Linked DNA regions of Neogale vison: region 1 is linked to region 2. A link is a contact called in public Hi-C data. All regions are on one chromosome and are shown on one strand. Each heading gives the region's core, a stretch centred on a gene start, on an enhancer-like site or on the middle of the called end of the contact. The rest is flanking DNA. Distances are from core to core; before and after follow the strand shown.

Region 1 (3,137 bases), core at 315-2,814, 410 kb before region 2:
GAGTCGTTCCTTAATGCTGAAGTAATAATGCTGATTTCTCTCCACACCACCGGCTGATCTGGGAAATTCACAAACCTATTTTAAAATGAATGCAATAAATTAAAATGTCAGATTCTATATAGTATTACACACAAAAAAGAGCATTAGCATATGGAGAAATACACACTTTTCTTTATTACAAGTGAACACGTAAATTGGAACAGTATTTTTTAGAGTAATTTGATAGTGTATTGTGTAATATCCTTGACTGTGAAAATCAATGTTTAAGAATCTACAGAAAAATACTAAAATACGGGTACACATTTGCTTACTGATACTCTGAATATAATCTCAAATAATTGGAAATACCTCAATGTCCGCCAGTATTACGAAATGCTACGCAAATATGAAAAAGAAGTGCTCCACATACTGAAAAACAAAGGCATCGCTCCATGACAGAGGGCGAAGCAAGCAAGCTGCAGCGTGACGTATGTAGTATGACTTCACTTTTGTACTCTTCCCCACTTACACGTATTGTACTGTGCACACATGCACACACAGACGCACGAAACTCAACGGCGGTAGAGTCGGAGGGACTCGGACTTGTTATTCTCTATGCGTCAGTACTGTCTGAACTGCAAGGGTACCGACTATTTCTAAAGTAAAATAAATGATCGGAAAGAAAAGTTTCGGCAGGCATCAAACACCGGGAGCCTTCCCTGCACAAGGCAGCCAGCCGTTAACGGAGGGCCCGGACGCAACAAAGTGAGCCGCGGATACCCGAGCCGCAGATGCACGGGGAGATCCTCCCCGCCCCGCTTGCACGCACAGACAGAGCGTCGCGCGAGACCCAGGGCCCGCGGGCCGCACTCACATGTCGTACAGCAGTCTCCCCGCGGTGGCGGTCCTCTCGGCGTTCCGCTCGATGGTGTACATCTCGTACTGCAACACACATGGCCGCGAGGGTCACGACCCCCGCCCAGGGCGCAGCCTAGCTCACCGCCCGCCGCGCCAGCCGGCCTCTGCCGAGCGCCCCTAATCCGGGAGGGCCGGACAGCCTAGCGTCACCCGGCGGCCCAGAGCCGCGGGACTCAGGAGTACGACCCTCGGGCTCACTGACGATCCTTCGGTCCCCAAGACGGGGCGAATAACGTCTCCGCAGCAGCAGGCACTCAACGAATGGCTGCCACGCTGACGAACGAGCGGAGAACGGCCTTTGCGCGGGGCGCGGGAGGTGGGGAGACGTGGGAAGGCAGGGGTCGGGGTGGGCCGAACTGGAGGAGGCCGCCCCCAAGTTGGGAAGGGCTGGCGGCCAGGGCGGCCCCAGGGCGGCGAAGCGCTCACACCTCCACGGAGGCAGCCGCGCGCGCGCGGGCCGGACCTCACCTGGATGTTAAAGTCGGTGGGGTAGAGGCTGCGGGCTGTGATCAGCCAAGCCTTGGCTGCCCACAGGTCCTGCTGCACCAGCTCCCGGGCTCGCTGCACCAGGAACTCGCAGTCACCCTGGGCCGACATGACCCGGGAGGCGTCGGGCCGCGGACAGCAGAGGTCGTTTACCTTCCGGCTCTGGAGACGCAGCCGCCGCCGCCGCTGCCGCGGGGGTGGCTTCTGCGCATGTCGAGGTTGGCCGATCCGTAAAAGTGTTCCGTGTTTTGCGAAGAGCCTCCTCCAGTCCTCCCCCTGTAACCGTCCGGCCCCTTCCTCCTTGGAGGACGTAGTGTTTCGGTAAGGACTTTTCCAGGTTACCTCCAAAATGTGGAGAAGTGGATTCCCACTCTTGCGGGCTCCAGCGTGAGCGTCGTCCAGTCAGGGAGCATGCGCGGTGCCGGTACTCTCCGCGCTGCCTCGGCGGGTCCTCGGCGGGTGCTTCCATCCTCTTGGAGATGTGCGGGTTTACGGTCCGTGGGTGAACTCGAGGTCTGGTACCCCGGACCAGGCTGGGAAGAAGTTTGAGAGGAAAAAGATGAGGGTGGCCTCGGAGGCTGTGGGAAGGAGCAGGCAGAGCTCCCTCGGCCCGCCGGAGTTGAGGAACCTGTCCCTGGGTCGTTGCCCATGATTGGGTTTGTGGGAAAAAGTCTGAGTCCAGATTAGGGGCCAAGGCTCAGAGGGCCATGGTAGATGCCTAGCGTTCGTTCTGGTGCATTTCATCTTTTCTAAGTATGTCCATATTATCTTGTTGCTTTTTTATTTGCTGATTTCTGCAACAAACACTGAGCTCTTGCAGTAATTAGCACGTGCAAAGTGCTTCGCTGCATGCAGTGGGAGCGACAAAGGTTGTTCCTGTCCCAGCAGGGGTTTTACAATGATTTGGACATGTGGCCTGCAGAAATCTTACCATCAGTCCCATCAATCAGTGTCATTTTCACCGACACTCCAGATTTGTTTTCCATTTGAGAGAAGGAGAACAAAAGAGTCCCCCTGCTTTGGTGAAGGGGATACCTGCCTACTAAGAAGAACGTACCAAAATGTGGATTCATTAGTTTTCAAGCCAAGTTCTATATACAGAAAGTTTTAGCAAGTTCTGTTTACCACGGGTATCTTCGATTTATTTGATTTAAAGCCAAGAGATTAAGGATTCAAAGCTGGTATGTTTTAAAAATAGAAATTACTAGGTACTTACATATGTGAAAAACTGTATGTTAAAAAAGTATGAATATATACATTACTATTCATGGGTATATGTAAGGTCTAATATATTCTTACTAATTGTGATAATTTATAAATACCTGATCTTCAGGTTAATGGTGAATTAGTATGCTAACTTTAGACATTAAGTGCCAAGAAGGGCAGGCACAAAGAAGCAGTATAAAGCACCACTGCTATCAAATCCAAGCTTTTTTATTTTGCTATTTAGTTTATGATACCATTCTAAAGATAGCACTTTTAATTATCTTCCCCTTTACTCAAAAATTTTAAGGGTTTTATTTATTTATTTGGGAGAAAGTGAGAGAGCGAGAGAGAGAGCAAGCAAGCATGATATGGGGGAGGATCAGAGAGAGAAGCAGACCCCCAGCTAAGCAAGGAGCCCGATGTGGGGCTCTGTCCTGGGACTCTGGGCAATCATGACCTGGGCCAAAGGCAGATGCTTAACTGTCTGAGTCACCCAGGCACCCCTTTTACTCAAAAATTTTAAAAAAATTTGATTTTGTTTCATTAGT
Region 2 (3,391 bases), core at 541-3,040:
CCCTGGCCCATTGTTCTTCCTGTTTGGGGCATCCCTGCTTGGAGTCCAGGTACACCTCAGCCAAATGCTTGATGTTTGGTTACTGGCCCTTGTCTTTGACTCCATTTTTATCCAGAAGCTTAGAGGACTCGTCTGTTTGTGTCCTTGCCAGCAGAAAGGATATTAAGCCATTAGCTGCACCAGAAACTGTGTACCTGGTATGAAACAGAAACTGTTTTTTAAAAAATGACTCAGTGGAGATTTCCCCAAACTTTCCTTCCCTGCAAAATCTTTCCAGTTGATACTAATGAAATTGCCTTGTCACTTGGGAGATATTGTATAACGGGCCTTTGTTCCAGTTGGAGCACATCTGCGGGGACCACACCGACTGACCAAACCTCTCTCAGTTCTTGTTTCCCCCCGGCAGCCCTGATGTGTGTGTGTTCCCTCAGCCCAGGCCATGTCTATGCAGAGGCTGTGGCGGAGATAAGATGGTTTCATGGATCACAGAGCCAAAGAACTTTTGAGTTCACAGTCCTTCCACGAGCCATATATGGAATATAATTGAGGCTTTGGGGGACATAACCTGGAACTTCGGGAAGGTGGAAGGGCAGTGAGGATAGATGTTTGGATGGTGGAGCTGGAAGAGACCTTAGCGGAGATTTAGCTCCACCTCCTATTTTATTTTACTTCATTGTAAAAGATTTTATTTATTTGAGAGAAAGAGAGAAATAGCGAGAGAGCACAAGCGGGGGGAGGGGCAGAGGGAGAGGGAGCAGCAGGCTCCCCGCTGAGCCTGGAGCCTGATGTGGGGCTCGATTCCAGGACCCTGAGATCATGACCTGAGCTGAAGGCAGACGGTTAACCGACTGAGCCACCCAGGTGCCCCTTACTTATTTTTTTTATTTTGGGGGTGGCGCAGAAGGAGGGAGAGAGAATCTTAGGCAGACTCCATGCCCAGCATGTGGCCCCATGTGGGGCTTAATCCCAGGACCCTGAGATCATGACCTGAGGTAAAATCAGGAGTTGGATGCTTAACAGACTGAGCCATCCAGGCACCCCTTAACCTCCTCGTTTATAGGAAAGGAAATAGAGGCTCAAAGAAGTGAGGGACCTGCCTGCGGCAGAGAAGCTAGCCAGTGGTCAAGCTGGAAGGAGACACTAGGTCTCCTCCCCTGCTATACACTGTCTCTGATGAGCAGCGAAGGGAGCCAGACCTGGGGCGGGCAGAAAATGCAGAAATCCCAGTGGAGGGGGACCTGGTTCAGCCTGGCCTCCCTTTCCCTTCCCCAGGAGGGGACTTTCTCCCCTAAGCACCTATGTTAATCTCAAGAATGAAAAAGAACTATTAAGCTCTCAAAACAAGCCCTGGAATTACCTCAGCCAAAAATTTAAACCAACGTTTTAAAAAGTCTTGCTGTTTTAGCAGATACACTGGAAATTTCCCTGCAGAGTGAGAGACTGAGTGGGACCTGGTCCTGCTCTTTGGAGACGGTCACCGCTTGGATGGCCTCTCGGTAGCCCTGCTGCTTGGCACTGCCACAGATGTTTTGGGAGCAGTTTGGTTTTAAAATAGTTTAAAGATGAATGGACAGAGTCTCTCTTCAGAACCTGGACTCTTGGTGCCCTTTACCTCGGCAAGGGAGAGTTAGCAGAGCTGAAGCAACCCAGCAACTTCTCGGGTTTTCTTTTTATTCCCCGAGGGAGTCCTGTGTGTGCCCTGTGCCAGAGCAGCTGAATTCCGAGTTGTTCTCTCTCCCTTTTCTCCACTTCCTGAGCCCTTTGCTGGCTCCCTGCCCGGCCCTGTGTGAGGGGCCGAGGCCTCCAGTTCTCTCTGGCACTGGTGTCGGGCCAGACACGTAGGTGGCTTTTCCATGGCACCGCTCAAAAACTGGCTCTCCTGGTTTGTTTTTGAGAGAGAGAGAGAGAGAGAGAGAGAGAGAGAGAGAGAGAGAGAGAAAGTGTGTGTGTGTGTGTGTGTGTGTGTGTGTGTGTGTGTGTGTGTGTGTGTTTTCATGCCTACACCCTAGAAACATTCCAGCCAGAGGTGCCAAAAATCACAAGGCCCATTTGGGAACCCGTGAGTTCAGTGTATCCCTAACCATCTGCAGGGACTCAGATCCATCTGCATTTCCCACAGGAGGTCGTGGCGCGGCTTCTCGTCAGATGGGCTGGGCTCCCGGTTGAACTGTGCTTACACTAGTGTGGGACTGCTCTCTACCTCTGTCCACTCGGTCCTCCCCTCTCAAATGACAGTGCTCTCCCTGCAGGTGATAAAGAAGGAGACTGGATTTTGGAGAGACTTTGGATTTGGGATGACCTGTCAGTACCGGTCAGACTTCATCAATATAGGTAAGAGGCACCGACTGGCGGCAAGTCTGGCCTCTGCTGCCACCCAGAGGCCACGAGCAGCCCGGGAGGGAGTCGGGGCAGCTCCCCAGGAGTCTGAGGGCAGAGGTAGTGCCATTTCTTAAGAAGAGGCCCTTCCTTCTGTCAGGGCCTTGGAGGCTGGACCAGGATGAGGCTTGGGCATGCGTCGACACACGAGCCCCTCTGATCTCCACTAGACCCTCTCAGTTATCCCAAATGTGGCACACAGTCTGAGAAAAAGACTGTTGTCGCAGAAAGGTGGCTTCAAAGCAAGTCTCCCCACCCTCCCCACCCCCCAACCCCCAATGCCTCCTTCCTACCTGATTCTGGCTCTGGTCCCTCTCAAGCAGAACATTCTGGGCCTCCATGGTAGTAGCGGAATTCACTGAAAAAAAAATAATAATAAGGACAACACGGGGAATTTGGGATAATCACATACCGGAAAGGGTTGAAATTTCTCTCTGCTGAACCTTCGAAAATTCTAGGTACTACTACAAGCTCCAAATGAGTGTATAGTTCCTGTCAACACACACACACACACACACACGCAGAGGTTCCCAGAGCACTGAGAGGAAAGGCCCTTAGGTTGCAGCTGAAAAGGGCAAAGGGACCACACAGCAAGTGAGGGATGTAGGATGAGAACAGAGCGTTTCCTGTTCCCCTTGGAAATACTACCCCACTTCCCACAGCAGTACCTCCTCCTGTGCCCCGAAACAGAACAAAATTATGGATCATACGTGACTAGGATATGAATGAATAAGGCAGAAACTTTGATTTTGTGCTCAGGGGGTCAAAGTGGACCTGGCTTGGGGTCAGGGTAGCCCTGCCCTCACAGAGCATGGAGATTTCCATCCCCACTCCCCACCCCCATATGCCCTTTCTAAAGCAGGTTTCCATTTCGAGAAACTCTGTTTCCTTGTTCTTTATACAAGGAAAGATTATTTTGTGATGATGTATATTTATCAAATTTGAATGGGAATGGTGGGAATGGTAGGCTGGTGAGGACGCGCTTCCTCCATGAGCCACTGATGTGACTTCAGAA

What was found. Hi-C and Micro-C count contacts between places; a contact is called where the count stands out from the background.
Region 1: a contact with region 2 is called in a Hi-C map of fibroblasts, with 4 times the contacts expected there. The contact joins the promoter of INTS10 here to the enhancer-like site in region 2. A contact is called at or near these places in 2 of 3 Hi-C or Micro-C datasets (fibroblasts and muscle).

What each region holds. Positions count from the first base shown.
Region 1 is chr11:172,948,433-172,951,569 of ASM_NN_V1, reverse strand. INTS10 (integrator complex subunit 10) reads right to left here and starts at 1,564. Exons shown (of 17, transcript XM_044225270.1): 1 at 1,366-1,564; 2 at 854-921; 3 at 1-75. The coding sequence starts at 1,494.
Region 2 is chr11:172,537,655-172,541,045 of ASM_NN_V1, reverse strand. It overlaps CSGALNACT1 (chondroitin sulfate N-acetylgalactosaminyltransferase 1), which reads left to right. Exons shown (of 9, transcript XM_044225260.1): 8 at 2,250-2,331. Among named protein-coding and RNA genes, the nearest start is that of SH2D4A, 75 kb to the right of the region's middle. Within about 2 kb of position 1,790, the one cell type or tissue checked has open chromatin away from gene starts, as enhancers often do. A contact at or near this core is called in fibroblasts, where this site is marked.